Linked DNA regions of Rattus norvegicus: region 2 is linked to region 1. Evidence: chromatin contacts called from public Hi-C data. All regions are on one chromosome and are shown on one strand. Each heading gives the region's core, a stretch centred on a gene start, on an enhancer-like site or on the middle of the called end of the contact. The rest is flanking DNA. Distances are from core to core; before and after follow the strand shown. Region 1 overlaps S1pr3 (sphingosine-1-phosphate receptor 3). Region 2 holds the start of Spin1 (spindlin 1).

Region 1 (7,487 bases), core at 2,655-5,154:
AAACTTGACATTTGTAAAACAGGGAGCCAGTTCCGCTGGCTGCTCACGCTTGGTCATCTGCAGACACTGGCAAATGAAGGCCAGTCTCTGGTTGGATGACATTTTTACTTTTTAATTTTATAATTTCTTCTCGACAGAGAGGCTGTCACCATTCTCCAAATCATAGGATCTGCTGGGAAATGGCTCCCCCCGGGGATGCTCTGCCCTTATGTAAACGTCGTGTGTGGCAGTTTGTGTCTGTAATCCCGGAAGGAGGCACACCGATCCTGGGGGCTTGCCGGCCAGTCAATCTAGGCAAAGCCGGCAGCTTCAGGTTTAGTGAGAAATGCTGTCTCAAAAAACAAGAGGAAGAGCAATAGAGAGAGAGAGAGATCCAACATCAACCTCTGGCCTCCACTGCATGCACAACAGTGCACATATGCACGCGCAAACACACACACACACACACACACACACACACACACACACACACACACTCACCAAGATGGGTGAGGTTTATTCCTGAAACGCTGCGAGACCAGGTACTAGGAGAAAAGCAAGACCACTACACCCCCTGAGTGTCATTGCAGAACAGTAGAACATACCACACAGGCCTCCAGGATGGGTTTATATAAAGGCTTTTGGTTTTATTTATTATTAACAAACATAAACTGCAAGTAGTAAAGGTCACTCGCTACCTGGGGCAGGCCCCAGGGTCTCTGGCTTCTCTTGTTTCCGACCTTCGGGGTGAGGGTTTGGGTGCACTCGGTCTCAATGCTGTCTCGGTGGCTTAGCTAGGGAAAGGAGCGCACACTGGCGTCACGGATGATTGCTCCATTTGGCATACATCAAGTGAGTGCAATTAGGTCTTAGTGTATTTCTAATTTCAACTGCTCGACACTCTGTCATTCTACAAATGTCACCTCCTAGCTGGGGATGGTAGGTGTGGCCCTCTGCAAGGGCTGTTGAATGAAAGCAGACACAGGAGGATATAGAGAAGTCAGAGTCATGTACAATGTGTTATTAATATTAGTGACCCAGATCCATGGCCTCGAAGCATTCCGATTAGGGAAGAGCACGTCCTCAAGCCCCATTCATTTTCCACCTCAACTCCCCCACACACTGGCCTGTTATTTTCCCTCAGCCCAGCACTTGCATGCTTTCCTTTCCCAGAAATGCCTGGGTTTTTTGTCAACACCATGATGAGAGAATAAGTTATTTTCTCGGTGACGTAGAGAAGAGACAGATAGGCCAATGATCCAGCAGAATTCCCTGGCAGTGACCTATATCCACCAGGGGAAGTCTTTCGTTAGTCAGTCCATGGTTACCTAGGGCCCAGGAAAAGTGTCCCTAAGCAAGAGCAAATGCCATCAAGTAACCATTGAGAGAAAAATCATCTTTAAAAAGGTTGGTAGGTGTGTCTCTGATGCTAATCAACTTATGGGGAGCTCTGACATGAAGTTTCCCCGAGTGTGAGTCCTTCCAAAGACTGTTCTGGGAGCATGGGTGCTGGCTGCTCTCTCCAACATACCCACCTGTGTGTCCCGCGGGCAGAGTCCTTGGGGAGGGGATTTCAGAGGTGTCTTCTAAGCGTTTTCCTTACAGGATGGACAAAGGAACGCAGGTCCAAGCGGTGGAGCGCCCATCATATGGGCATGGGAATGGTTCTCTCTGAAGAGGGTGCAAAGAACCACATCACGCCTCCTAGCCTGGCGGATTCCTCTCACTGAAGGGTCCTGGTCAGGGTCCACAATTGAGGGAGACGAGAAGCTTTGCTGACAGCTTCAGCTCCTTGCCAGCAAAAGGTGGCGGCAAAGCTGACTGGCATCAAGCTTCTCTACACACGAATCAAGCTTCTCTACATGGAACTGAACTCAGTACCATACAGTTGAAGGGCTGGCTTGTGAATGTCACTGCTGGAAACTCTCTACATGCAGCAGACTGCCGTCCCCTGGAAGGGTGACCCACGGTGGAGAGCACCTTGCCTCTCCTCATGGGCTCTTCCTTCAGTGATGCCAGCATTTTGAGAGATCCTGGCTGGCTTTTCAGTGATTTTCAGAAATGCCTCAACGATCACATAATCTGGCTTTCAGATGTACTTAAGCTTATGGAAGGGACCCAAGAGGGAGGGACACGGGTATGTAAAGGTGAGACCCACACACCTGGGCTGCTCTTGGGTGAGGCTTTTTGAGAATAAGGAATACTTGAGTAACTTTTCACAGCCATGAGCTAGGACACCGGCACAAGGGCACCGGGAAAGGCGCACCACCTTATCACATGCTGAATCCGGTACAGCTGTGCCTGCAGGTTCGGACCAACCGTTACACAAGATGTGGGGGGACCAACACTTTGTAATGGGCTCCACCTGGGAAAACCTGGCATACACATTCTGTACAACACAGCAACGGACAGACACATACAGGAGCACCCATTCTATGAAAATTAATGTAGTGTGAAGATAGGAAGATTCCATCCCAAAGCGCATGTGCATAGCACATCACTACCTGCCCTCCCTGGACCGGGGAAATCGGCATCCAAAGGGAGTGGACAACGTCAGCAGCTTGGTACATTCAGAAGGATGGAGCCTGCAACCCATAAGGCACATCCATGTCCGGGCTGAAATGTATCGGTGTCTCCTTGGGTCTCCTCCTCAGGAGTTGGTGGCCACGTCAAGCAGACCTCCAGGGTCAAGATCTCTAAGGCCTCGCGTGGAAGCGAATGCGTGCAATAAATAGGTGTGGCTGCAGAGCTTGACCTGTGGAGACATTCACTTGCAGAGGACCCCATTCTGAAGCGACCTCGTTTTGTCAGTGACGCAGGAAGAGGTAGCCACATGGGGCAGGTCTTCCTTGACCTTTGGAGAGTGGCTGCTGCTGTTGTTACTGGAGCTTGATTTACTTCTGCTCGGGTCAAGAGCAGGCTGCATCGGGGAGGCCTGGGTCCCCTTGCCCTTGACCAGACAGCCGCACACCAACCGGAAGAAAGCACGCCGCATCTCTTTGCTGGCCAGCGTGTAGATGACAGGGTTCATGGCCGAGTTGAGGACAGCCAGCATGATGAACCACTGACTCTTGAAGAGGATGGAGCACTCCTTCGCCCTGCAGGCCACATCGATGAGGAAGAGGATGAAAAGGGGGGACCAACAGGCGATGAACACGCTCACCACGATCACTACGGTCCGCAGAAGGGCCATGGATCTCTCGGAGTTGTGGTTGGCCACCCTGCGGCTGCTGGACTTGACCAGGAAGTAGATGCGCGCGTACAAGATGACGATGGTCACCAGAATGGCTGTGAAGATGCTGATGAGAAAGGCAATGTATTTCTTGGAGTAGAGGGGCAAGATGGTAGAGCAGTCGGGAAAGTTCTCCAGGCAGTTCCAGCCCAGGATGGGCAGGGCACCCAGCGAGAAGGCAATTAGCCAGCACATCCCAATCAGAAGGAACACGCGGTGCTTCTTGTTGGCGTCGTACGGCCTCATCTTGATCATGGTCAGGTGCCGCTCAATGGCAATGGCCAATAAGCTGCATGTGGATGCGCCCAGGGCTACGAACATACTGCCCTCCCTGAGGAACCACACTGTTGGAGACAGGCTGAACGTCTTCCTACCGGACATCAGAATGTTGACCTTGTAGGCTATGCCGGCCAGCAGGTCGCAGAGAGCCAAGTTGCCGATGAAAAAGTACATGCGGTTATGAAATTTATTGTTTTTCCAGATGGCAATCAAAACCATCAGGTTCTCCAAGACGATGAAGCTACAGGTGACCAAGAAGAGGATGGTGGTGATGAGGGTGCTACCCTCAGGGGGGTCCCGCAGCCTGCCTGCCAGCTTCCCCACGTAATCATAATGTTCCCGGAGAGTATCATTCCCCAAGACTGGCGGGTGGCCCTGCGCATGCGTGGATGCCATGACTTCCTATAGACGGATGGTTACCTCAACAGTCCACGAGAGGGCGCGCCAGGAACGTTCATTTCAGGGGACAATTGGGACAGCGGTGGTGGGTTCCTGAAGGCGTGCAGCAGGCCTGACTGCAGCAAGAGTGTTGGAAACAGGCTCTGTAAGAAGATAAAAGCAGAAGGAACTTTGGATCAAGTGATCACCATTCAGCAACTCTAAGTGTGGAAAATGCTAACGCATTTGGAGGGTTGGTGTGTAGGGAGTGCTTGGAACGTAGGCCAAGTCTCTAAAAGACCAGGGGAAGGGGCCTGGAGCTGCCAGAGAAGAAACCTCAGAGTGTGAATCTGTGAATCTTGTAACCACGGAGCAGACTTGGAAATCTCCAGGCACCAGGAAAATACCGCGTTACTTCTCACCCACCACGTGGGAGCTGGTAAACCCCTATTCCCAGCTGTGGAGGGAATCGGATTTTTCTCGGGATGAGGAAAATCGAGGGAGGGAGGGTTAGAAGGAAGGCGGGAGAGGAGGGTGAAAAAGGAGGGGTGGAGAAACACAGTAAGGAAAACAGTGTTTGAAGGACTTCCGGGTCCTCCTTGATGAGGTTTGAAGCAGTACCATGAGAAGCACCTCATACTTCCTTGGGCTGATTCCTTTGGGGTCTGGATGGGCCTTTGGCCCACCTGGCAGAGAGCCCTAGAGCCTGACCTCAGAGGGAGGACAGGAAGAGCAGCCTGAGCGAGAACCCTGCGGCCACTGCCCTGAGCAGAGCCCAGGGAGGAAGGAATTGCTACCCGTCCTGGAAGCAGCGGCGGCTGAGGTTAAAGGAAGGGGAGAGGGTGGTGACATGAACTCCGAGTGTGGCTTGAAAGGCAGAAGTCTGGGCCAGGGAGTATGAATTGGCATGTTTACAACGCCTGGGCATAGAAGGAAGGTGATACTTGGGGGTTGCTTTGAAGGCCTTGAATGCAAACGCCAGACCCTGAACAAATAAGTGTGTGTGTACATGTGTGTGTGTGTGTGTGTGTGCGCACACATGTGTGTGTGCGTGCATAAGAGAGAATAAGCATGTGTGCCTGTGACACAAATGCATGCACGTGTGTTCCCATGTGTGTGACTGTACCTGAAGCCCATTGAACCCATGAAGCCACATTGGCAGGCCACTGAGTTCCAGGGATTCTCCTGTCTACCTGCCCACCACACTAGGATTACTGATGCATACCACCAAAGCTGCCTAGATGCTGGGGGATCCTGAACTCAATTTTCACTCATGCTTGCACGACAAGCACTTCACCAACTGAGCTGTCTCCCCCAGGTCCGCCCAGAGGGCTGTGAAGTGTTCACCTGGCTTACGTCTCCTCTCCACCCTTTGATTCATTCGTGATTCCGAAGCTCTGAGGAGAGCTTGATGCACATGGCCTACCATTCAGTTTTTATTGTAGTGGACACGCCTAGTTGTGCATCTTTGTGGGCGTGGCATGGTGACAGGTGTGTACTGTTGGTAACGATCACAGTCTAGCCATTAGCATTCTCAACTCCTTAAACATTTGCAAGTTTGAGGCCCGTATCTTTGTATGAACCCAAGCCAGCTCCCCGTGCTGCAGAAGTCTAGGACTGAATTCTCTGTCCAACTGGGCCTAACCTCTTTCTGTTCCTTCCAACTCCCTCTCTACGATCACTTATTTTAAATTAAAGTTACTGGATTTTTAAATTTCTAATGAGGTCCAAGTGAGGTGAGTTGAAAATAGCCCGCTCTGAGTACCCGCTGAGGATTTATTCAGTGTTTAAGCTCCCGGCCTAAATTTGGTTCCTAGACACATGGTCTAAGACAGTGGTCTAAGACACCACTTCCAATAGGGCCTTTATTCCCTGAAGGATACCAGGGGTTCCTCTATGGATGGTGCTATAGGGCTGAGAAGGGCAAGTGACTCCTGGGGAACTCTGCACCCCTTAGACCCCCTGGCAGCAGTGGGTTTTGTGTAAACCTTTTCTCTCTCTATCACTGGGGAGGCCTTAGCATTGGTGACATTGGGAAGAAGAGGCTGGTGGCTTCTCAGTAGAGGAACCTCCTAGTTTCCTGGCTTTTGGAGGTAATCTGCTGTTCCAGAATTCCCAGGAACTGCCTGAGTTGATGTCTACATTCTACCTGGAACCACCCTTAGCCTAGTCCAACTATTTGAGCTGCCTGGGACCATGGAGGGCTTGAGCTGAGGTCAGCCTCAGTGTCGCTGGCCAGTGGAAACTTTGCTATACCTTCTTTTAACTTCAGAGAGCGGCTCTGAGGATGAGACCCTGGTGATACAGAGAGGGCTCGCATCCTCTCACACCCAACCAAGCTCTTCACTGGGCTTCTAAAAGTTCTCCCCGAGGCAGGCGGGACAATTCTACAAGTCTCTTTCTACTCTGACCCCCCTCCCCCCTCTTCCTCCTCCTCCCATCATCATCATCATCACCACCACCATCATCATCGTCATCACCATCATCATCATCATCATCATCATCATCATCACCACCACCATCAGGTATCATGCAACCTAGCCTTACATGGGAGTTGCTATGATGATCTTGAAGTTCTGACCCCCCTGCCTCTGCCTCCTAAGGGCTGAGACCACAAGCTCAAACCACCACGGTGTTTCATGCGGTGTGTGGGGTCACTGAAGTCAAAGCCTCTCGGTTGCTAAGCCTCTCGGTTGCCAAGCAAACACTCTACTAACTGAGCTGTACACACTCCCAGCCCATGCCTCCTGATCTTAGCTTAAGTCTCATCTGTCTGTCAACCCCCACGTCACATTCTGCTCATCCTGTGGCACCGTCTAGGGTCAGGCCAGCCCCATGACCTTTCTCCAAGGCTGTCATCACTTTAAGGAAAATATTGCAAAAGTTCTCATTAGGAGACTAGGAAACCGTAAGCAGCCTCAGCTTTCTGAAATGAAACAGCACATCCAACCAAAGCAACGTAGGAAAGGGGGCTTATCTGACTCCCTGTTCAAGGGCGCAGTCTACCACGGCGGGGAAGGCATGGCAGTGGGAGCTGGAGGTGGCTGGTCACGCTGCATCCACAGTCGGGAAGCAGAGAGAGATGAAGGCGAGTCAGCTGGTGTTCTCCGTGTTTTATTCAGTCCAGGACCCCACCCCATGGGACGGTCCTGCCCACACACTTCAATTAACCTGATCTAGAAAGTAGACCATGCCGGCATTCGTTTCCATGCTGACCCTACATGTCCTTAAGTTGACAGTCAAGACTAGACACCCAAAGCAGGAAAAGCCAGCGTGATGATCAGCTCTAACCTCACGTCCCTGGGTGCTGTCCCCTGACACAGCAGCTAGCCAGGAGCCTTCCCCGCTTACAGGGCAGGTCTGCCAGTTCCTACGGATGCTGGAGAACCCATGCCATGCTATGCTCTGTCCCTGCTGTGTTGATGTCCAGGTTTGTTTTCAAATAGCACTGGGCTACCTGCTCTGCCATCGGGGTCTCCGTCCTGAGAACAGATAGACAATGTCTGAAGACCCAGCTCACAACACTGGTGAAAGTTAAGGTTTCCCTCCAGGTTTCTTGTTCTGGGGAAGACGAGTGAACTTAGATTAGCCTTTGTGTATGCACATGTGCACACATGTG
Region 2 (6,783 bases), core at 3,184-5,683, 320 kb after region 1:
TCTCAGGGTGGATCGGAAATTTTGCAGGAAGGAGTGTCCAGGAAGGGAAGCTTATTGGCTAAACCCTCAGGGCCTCAAGGTACCTCATTAGCATGGAGAAATCACTTTTGACCTACCAGGAGAAAGTGGTCTTGTGTTCTAGGCCAGGAATCTAGCAGGGAGCAGGGAGGCACCTACCGTCTCAGACAGGCTCTACCTTACCAAGTTTCCTGGCATGGTGCATGGTCCACTGTCCCACACACAGTGAGACCTTGCCTCAAGTAATACCAACTACAACATTCTACTATAAATACCTACTACATTCATGTAAAATACAGTATTTAAAATCTGGCCCCAAATTTGTTGTCATACAAGTATCAGGCACATAAAACCACAGGTGTTAACACATTTCAGTGACTGTGTGCCAAGAATGAAGTATAGTGAACTTTGGCCTATTTCTGATACGGTACTTAGGCCTCCTGGGAGTAAAGGTAACGTCTACTAACTTTTAGCTGGAATTCAAAGCGTGAGTGGACGGATAACTTCCTCTCCCTGAAGGCTATTAGCTGTTACCAACATCAGCTCTGTTCCTACTGTTCCCACCCACCATTTGAACTTTTCTCTCCTATTGTACATCTTCTTCTCAGATATTCTTGGGCACATAAATCCCTCACTGTGAGCATAACTATAGTTTCCTGCAAACTATTAGACTGCAAAGGCAAACTTCTTACGATGTACCTTAGTCCTGCGGGACTCACGGGAAGGGCAATACTATTTATTTTTAAGGGTTTATTTCTATCTTACATTCATGGATGCTTTGCCTGTACGTATGTATATGTGCACCATGTGCAAGCAATGTCTATGGAGGCCAGAAGAGGGCAATGGAGTCCCTAGAACTGGAACCACAAACCTTTCCGAGCTGTCGCGTGGGTGCAAGGAACCAGACAGGAGTCCTCTGCCAGAGCAGCGAGTGCTCCTAACAGCTGAGCAATCTCTCCAGCTTTGACTCAGGAATATTTTACAGTAGACACCCAGTAAAAACAACTTAAACTAGACTCAATATGAAGGCTCTTCCAAGCAAGCTGTTTACTTCATCTCACAGACAAAGCAGACATTAGTAACTGTGGCAGAGCTGGGAAGGAAGGGGAAGGGATCAACCCTGACTTGTCCAGCTGTGTTTTTGGAACTACACTGAGGAACTCTACAAGGCTGCCGCTCAGAGGCGGAAGGCTTTAAAGCCTCCCCTCCAGGTGTATGCCCAGGACTGCACAGAGGTGAGTTCCACCCAGAGGGGAAAGCCATTTTTTTTCACAACTCCAGGCTTCCAAACCGAATAAAGCAGATAGAAGGAAAAAAAATGCAGCTTCTCATTTAGGAAGAGAGAAAGAATAGACTTTTAGGTGAAAATACTTGTTTTTCGATGTTCTCCATCAAACCGAGGTTCTGCTAATGGGCAGGTATCATTCCCAACCCCGAAACGCTCCACAGCAATGGGTCTGTGATGCATGCACCTTCATCCGCCTGCCTCCTCCATCCCTTAGCACTGGGATTGCAGGTATAAGCCATGTCTGGCTCCCTTCATGTTATTTCTAACACAGTAGAAAAAAAATGCTGCAAACAATTAACAATACAGTCAGTCCAGATGTAACTGTGTTGGCCAACCCAAAGATCAAACTCTACAAAAACGTTTTCCCAGGAGACTAACTCTTACAAATGGTTTGAGGGTGAAATTTGGACCACCCACAAAACAAAGAGGCACACACAAATCGCATCAATCTCACATCACCGTTCTCTAATGGGAGGACTACTACCTGAGACACGACATAGGACAGTCAAATAAAAGTCCTGAGGCCATGGTCTTCAAGCCCAGTCTTGCACCAGACTCCCAGAGATCAAAACAGTCACTCCTATGGAAGCTACCCAAACTGAAACTAAGTTATCTGACCTTCAGAAAAACCAAAGACAACCTGATTTCCCCAGCAGGCCATTTCAATCCACGAAACAAATTCTCTCCCCTCTGTGAGTTGCTAACCCCATCCTGAAGTGATATGATGTGGAACTAGCTGTTTTTCTATTGACTTCTCCCAGTTTCCACTTTGCAAGGGAAGTAACTTTTAGTCCACCAATCCCTTTCACCCTTTGTTTTCAGCCCTCTTCTGCCCCATAAAAGGAAGTTCCAAGCCCACTAATAGCAGTATTTTTCAGAGTCCCAAAATGAAAACTGAGACTTGTGATCCTAAGGAGAGAAGAGCAGGGCACCTCATCCTTCAGAACGACAGAGAATGGCAGGGCCTCAGGCTCAGGGCTTCTGGATCATACAGCTGTCTTGTTCTGGAGCTGGCAATTAAAGACACTACCTAAGCAGCCAGCTCTGCCTCTATCCAGACTGGGGGCATGTGGTGGGAGTTTATCAACAACATGAAAGGAATGCCTTCATTCCCTGCAACAGCCTACTCTATTTAAGGAATGTTTACATTGTAGTTACTTTGTGGTACTGGGAGGCAAAACCTGAGTCCAGCATCTGAAGAGGAACTGCTCTACCACAACGTCTGACTTTTTTGAGACAAGCTGCCCTTGAACTTCCAAACCTCCCCAACAGTTGGAGTTACAGTTCTGTTACTAGGCCTGGTGAGGCTGACCAAGGGCAAAGACTGGATGTGGAACCTCACACTATCCTATGTAACAGGTTACATCAGAGCTTAGCTATCCCAGAAAGTCTTAGAAAATGTCCTTTGAACACTAAAAGTGGGCTTGACTAGAGAAATTCAACAGTGAAAAATCTATTTTTAAAAGATCTTAAGCATGGCTCAGCGGTTAACAGTACTCACTGGCTGTTCTTCCAAAGGACCCATGTTTGATTCCCAGCACTCACATTTGTCTGACTCCAGTCCCGGGAGTTCAGAGCCCTCTCCTGGACCCCTTGGGCACCAGGCACAGATGTGGTAACCAGGCAAATACGCAGACAAAACATCCATACACATACACTTCAAAAACCCTAAGTGTATAAAAAGATGGCCCCTCACTGGCTTGTACTCCAGGCTGAAGGATACTGAGTTCAAGGCCAGTCTAGAGTACAGGAGACTTGATACAAATTTAGACTAAAAGCCCTTTTGCTTGATTCATTTCTTAGGCATTTCGGTAGGATTTTAAGCTAATTTCGTTTTACTTATTGGAAGAAACACTACGTTTTAATAAATATAGCAGGCAACGTTAATACACAATTATGAAATCTGATCATGGACATCCTGTAAATCATGATCGCCTATTAACAAATGCTGAGATGGTGAAAAGGAAGGCTAAAGATACACCTCCTCTCTTCTATCTTTCCAAAATTTCACCACCTCAGAAGTGTGCTCAGGATGTGTAGGTAAGAAAACGTCTAAGATCAGGTTTCATTTTCTCTCCCTAACAAAAGCTATGCAGAAGGCAATTACTCTCCATCAATCCTTCCAGGCTGCAGCTTCTTCCAGAAAATTCCAAGGAAAGTTAGTGAGGCATTCGCATTTCGATACGGATACCATCTTCCTCGCTAGTCACACTGAAATCCTTTACAACACTTAAACGTTTCTCTTGTATGGCTTTACGATGTACACGAGAAATAAACAAGCCTTTAAACCAGAAGACTACACACACACACACACACACACACACACAGAGAAAAACCCCAATCCACAGATCATCGAAACCAAATCAATATAAAAACAATTGCGTAAACAAACTTTGAGATGCGCATGCAACGACGTGGATGACTGAAGCCATTTCTCAACCCGACACCCCCTCCTCCCGGAAAGGCCCAGAACGCACCATCCGTGCAGGAAGCCGCTAGGGACCGCGACCCCCGGCGCTACGCAGTATCCGCACCGCACATCTATCCGGCGCATTCAGGGAGGCAAACCCAAGGTCACACAGGCCCGCGCCCGAGCCCCCCAGGCAGGGCGTCACCGCGGTGACCCGCCGCGGGGGTCCCGCCACGCCCCTCCCCCGCCGGGTTACGCAATGCCCCCGCCCCCGCCCCCCGCCCGGCACGGAACAAAGCGCGCGGGAAGCGGCCGCGGGGCTGGGGCAGGGACCCCGCAAGCGCCATGTTGGCGGGGGCGGCGGGGACCGGGCGGGGGCGACGAACAAAGGAACTCGCGCACGCCCGGGCCCCAGCCCGCCGCGCCCCGGCCCCACCGAGCCCGGCCGGCAGGGGGCGCTGAGGGGCGCCGCCCGCGGACAATGCGCCCGGGGCCCCGCGGGCTGTGCTCACCTGGGTACGCGCGCCGCGAGGCCCACTCGCTTTCCCCTCACAGCCCAGCACCCGGCCCCACACGCGTCTCACCTGTCGGCCACCGAGGCTGCCAACGGGGCCGCCGTGGCTCGCTCGTGCTCCCCGCCGGCCCAGCCCGAGCCAGACGGCGCCTCCCCACCCCCGCTCCTCGCCGCGGCCGCCGCCCGCCCCCTAGCCGCCACGGCGCACGCGCACTGCGCCCGCCGAACTGCGACGGCCGCGCCGCCCCGGCGCCCGGCGCCGCCGGACGCACTGCGCAGGCGCGAGTGGGAGGAGGGGCCTTGGGGCGAGGGCGGGGCCTGGCGCTGCTCACCTGGAGGGTGGGGCGCGCGCCCGTAGCTGCCAGGTACGCGCTGGGGAGCCACGGGCGGTACGCGCACCCGGGCCCTCTTAGAAGCGGAACAGGGTCGGGAAGACAAACACGAACGGAGAGTAACGGGCGTTGGCATTTACTCTTCAACGGGAGGACGGTTTCCAGGAACCGTCCTGCCTCTTTGTCCTGGGACCTTACGTCTGTCTCGGGCCTGGCTAGCTGCGGAGATGCATGAGGCTCGGTCACATGACCTTGCGCAGCGCAGGTGCGTTCTCGTCACTGCGGAGCAGCAGCTTTGGGCTGCAGGACGCGAGCCCTTTAAAAATATGGATAGACTCCCCATGCTCCCTTGAAGACACACCGCCTTACTGCACGCCGCACTGCGCAGAGGCCGAGGAACTAGGCTCAGCTTGCAAAGCTCAGGGCCTCCTGCGAACACCTGCCGCAAACACCCGGCCTTGGCCTAGCTGCAGCCGCTATTCTAGATCTCACCCCGGGCTCCTCGCGAGGCTGCAAGCCAGGACTTCCCACGATCGCACGTCAATCCGTGCGACTCTGGTTCCAGTTAAGATGCCTTTTGAGGACGTGTTTGGCTGTGGGCAAGGAGAGAGAGGAAACGTCCGGGATGGTTTGGATTGAGGGGAAGTCAAATGCGGGACCTGAAGGTTCGTCTTGGTCTGCATTCAGCCTGGCGCGCTCTGGTCTCCTACCCTCCTCTAGCCCAGTGTCTGGATCCAGGCGGTCACCGACCTGGTTCCTCGAGTGCCGTAGCACTGCCGCATTGTAATAAGCCTCCTGCCAGTGTGTTGCCAGGTCGAATTACGAGACGTTATTGGAAAGCCCTTTGCGCACTCCAAACCTGCAGCACGGTTGTTAGTTCGCTGAGCTCTTTGAGAGATTTCTCTGGCACCTTTTTTCTTTCAAAGTAAGATTGATATGTGCCTGCTCATATTAAAATGCTTGTCTCAGATGACATTCTTGGCAGGAGCAACATAGTCACAGACCGAAGAGAGGGCGAATTTCAGTAGAGACGCAGCCATCCTAGAGAGAATTGAGAGATGATTAGCTTTTGTTGTTGTGTTTAATGTTTGGTAGTGGAGGCTGACAGGAACAAGGAAGGGCGCGATGGGAAGGAGGCTGGAGTGACAGTACAGAACACTTCTGTTTCCTTGGTGATCCTCCTGGGCTTTTCTGTTCTCTAGAGGAACAGAACTTACAGAATGAATATATATGTACGGAAAGGGTATGTGTTAGAATACCTCACAGGCTGTGGTTCAGTTAATCGAACAATGACTGTCTAACAACAGAAGGTCCAGGGATTCAGTAGTTGTTCAGTCCCCAAAGCCGAATGTCTCGGCTGGTCTTCAGTATACGCTGGAATCTCAAGCAGGTTATAATGATAGTGAAGGAATGGACTTGCTAGTGAGACAGAGAATAAACAGGCAAAGAGCAAAAGCTCCCTTATCCCATGTCATTTAAATAGGCTGCAAGCAAGCTTGCCCCAGATTAAAGGTATGTCTTCCCACTTCAAAAGAGCCACATTACAGGTGACTCTTTCCATCTCAAAAGGTCTGGGTTAAAGGCATTATCTTTTTGCCTCAAAGACCCCAATCAAATGATTTAATTAAGCAGAAATCTATCACTCGTGGGCCCAGTCATTGGGGTTTTAATTCCTGATGTAGGAAAGTTGACACCCAAAAGTAGCCTTCACATCCGCCTAGCTCTTACTGACATGGACCTGGTAACTTGAGCAAGAGAGTGTTGGGTTGTTTTGCTTGAAACAGGGTCTCGCTGTCTAGCCTGCCTAGAATGTGATAGGTTAGCCCAGGCAGGTAAGGTCTTCTGGGTAAGCCTCCTCAATGCCTGGCCACATGATAGGGTTTTAAGGATGACTGCCCTGGGCGCTGTAGGACATTTGGTGTCTTCCGTGGCTTCCACCCACCTGAGGCCACTTGCAGACCCTGCTGACCCATCAGACCCTTCAAACATTACCACACCCCCACCCTAACCCCACTCCTGGTTTAAATTTGCCTCTACTGATGGTTTCCAGCAACCTGTCAAAAATACATGGGCCACATTCTAGAGCTAAGAATGCCTAAACTGGATTCAGGGAGAGTTGGTTGTTTGGTTTTTGTTTTTAGGACAAGGTTTCATCTAGCCCAGGCTGGTCAGAATTTTATATAGCCAAAGACCATCTTGAACACCTTTCTCATCCCCCTGC

The links. Hi-C and Micro-C count contacts between places; a contact is called where the count stands out from the background.
Region 2: a contact with region 1 is called in a Hi-C map of Schwann cells, with 9 times the contacts expected there. The contact joins the promoter of Spin1 here to the enhancer-like site in region 1. A contact is called at or near these places in 5 of 12 Hi-C or Micro-C datasets (the A7r5 cell line, Schwann cells, frontal cortex and 2 more).

What each region holds. Positions count from the first base shown.
Region 1 is chr17:13,932,172-13,939,658 of GRCr8, forward strand. It overlaps S1pr3 (sphingosine-1-phosphate receptor 3), which reads right to left. Exons shown (of 2, transcript NM_001271143.1): 2 at 602-4,032. The coding sequence starts at 3,886. The coding sequence ends at 2,747. Among named protein-coding and RNA genes, the nearest start is that of S1pr3, 10 kb to the right of the region's middle. Within about 2 kb of position 3,905, at least 14 of the 93 cell types and tissues checked have an H3K27ac peak or open chromatin away from gene starts, as enhancers often do. A contact at or near this core is called in Schwann cells, where this site is marked.
Region 2 is chr17:14,252,629-14,259,411 of GRCr8, forward strand. Spin1 (spindlin 1) reads right to left here and starts at 4,434. Exons shown (of 6, transcript NM_001419143.1): 1 at 4,301-4,434.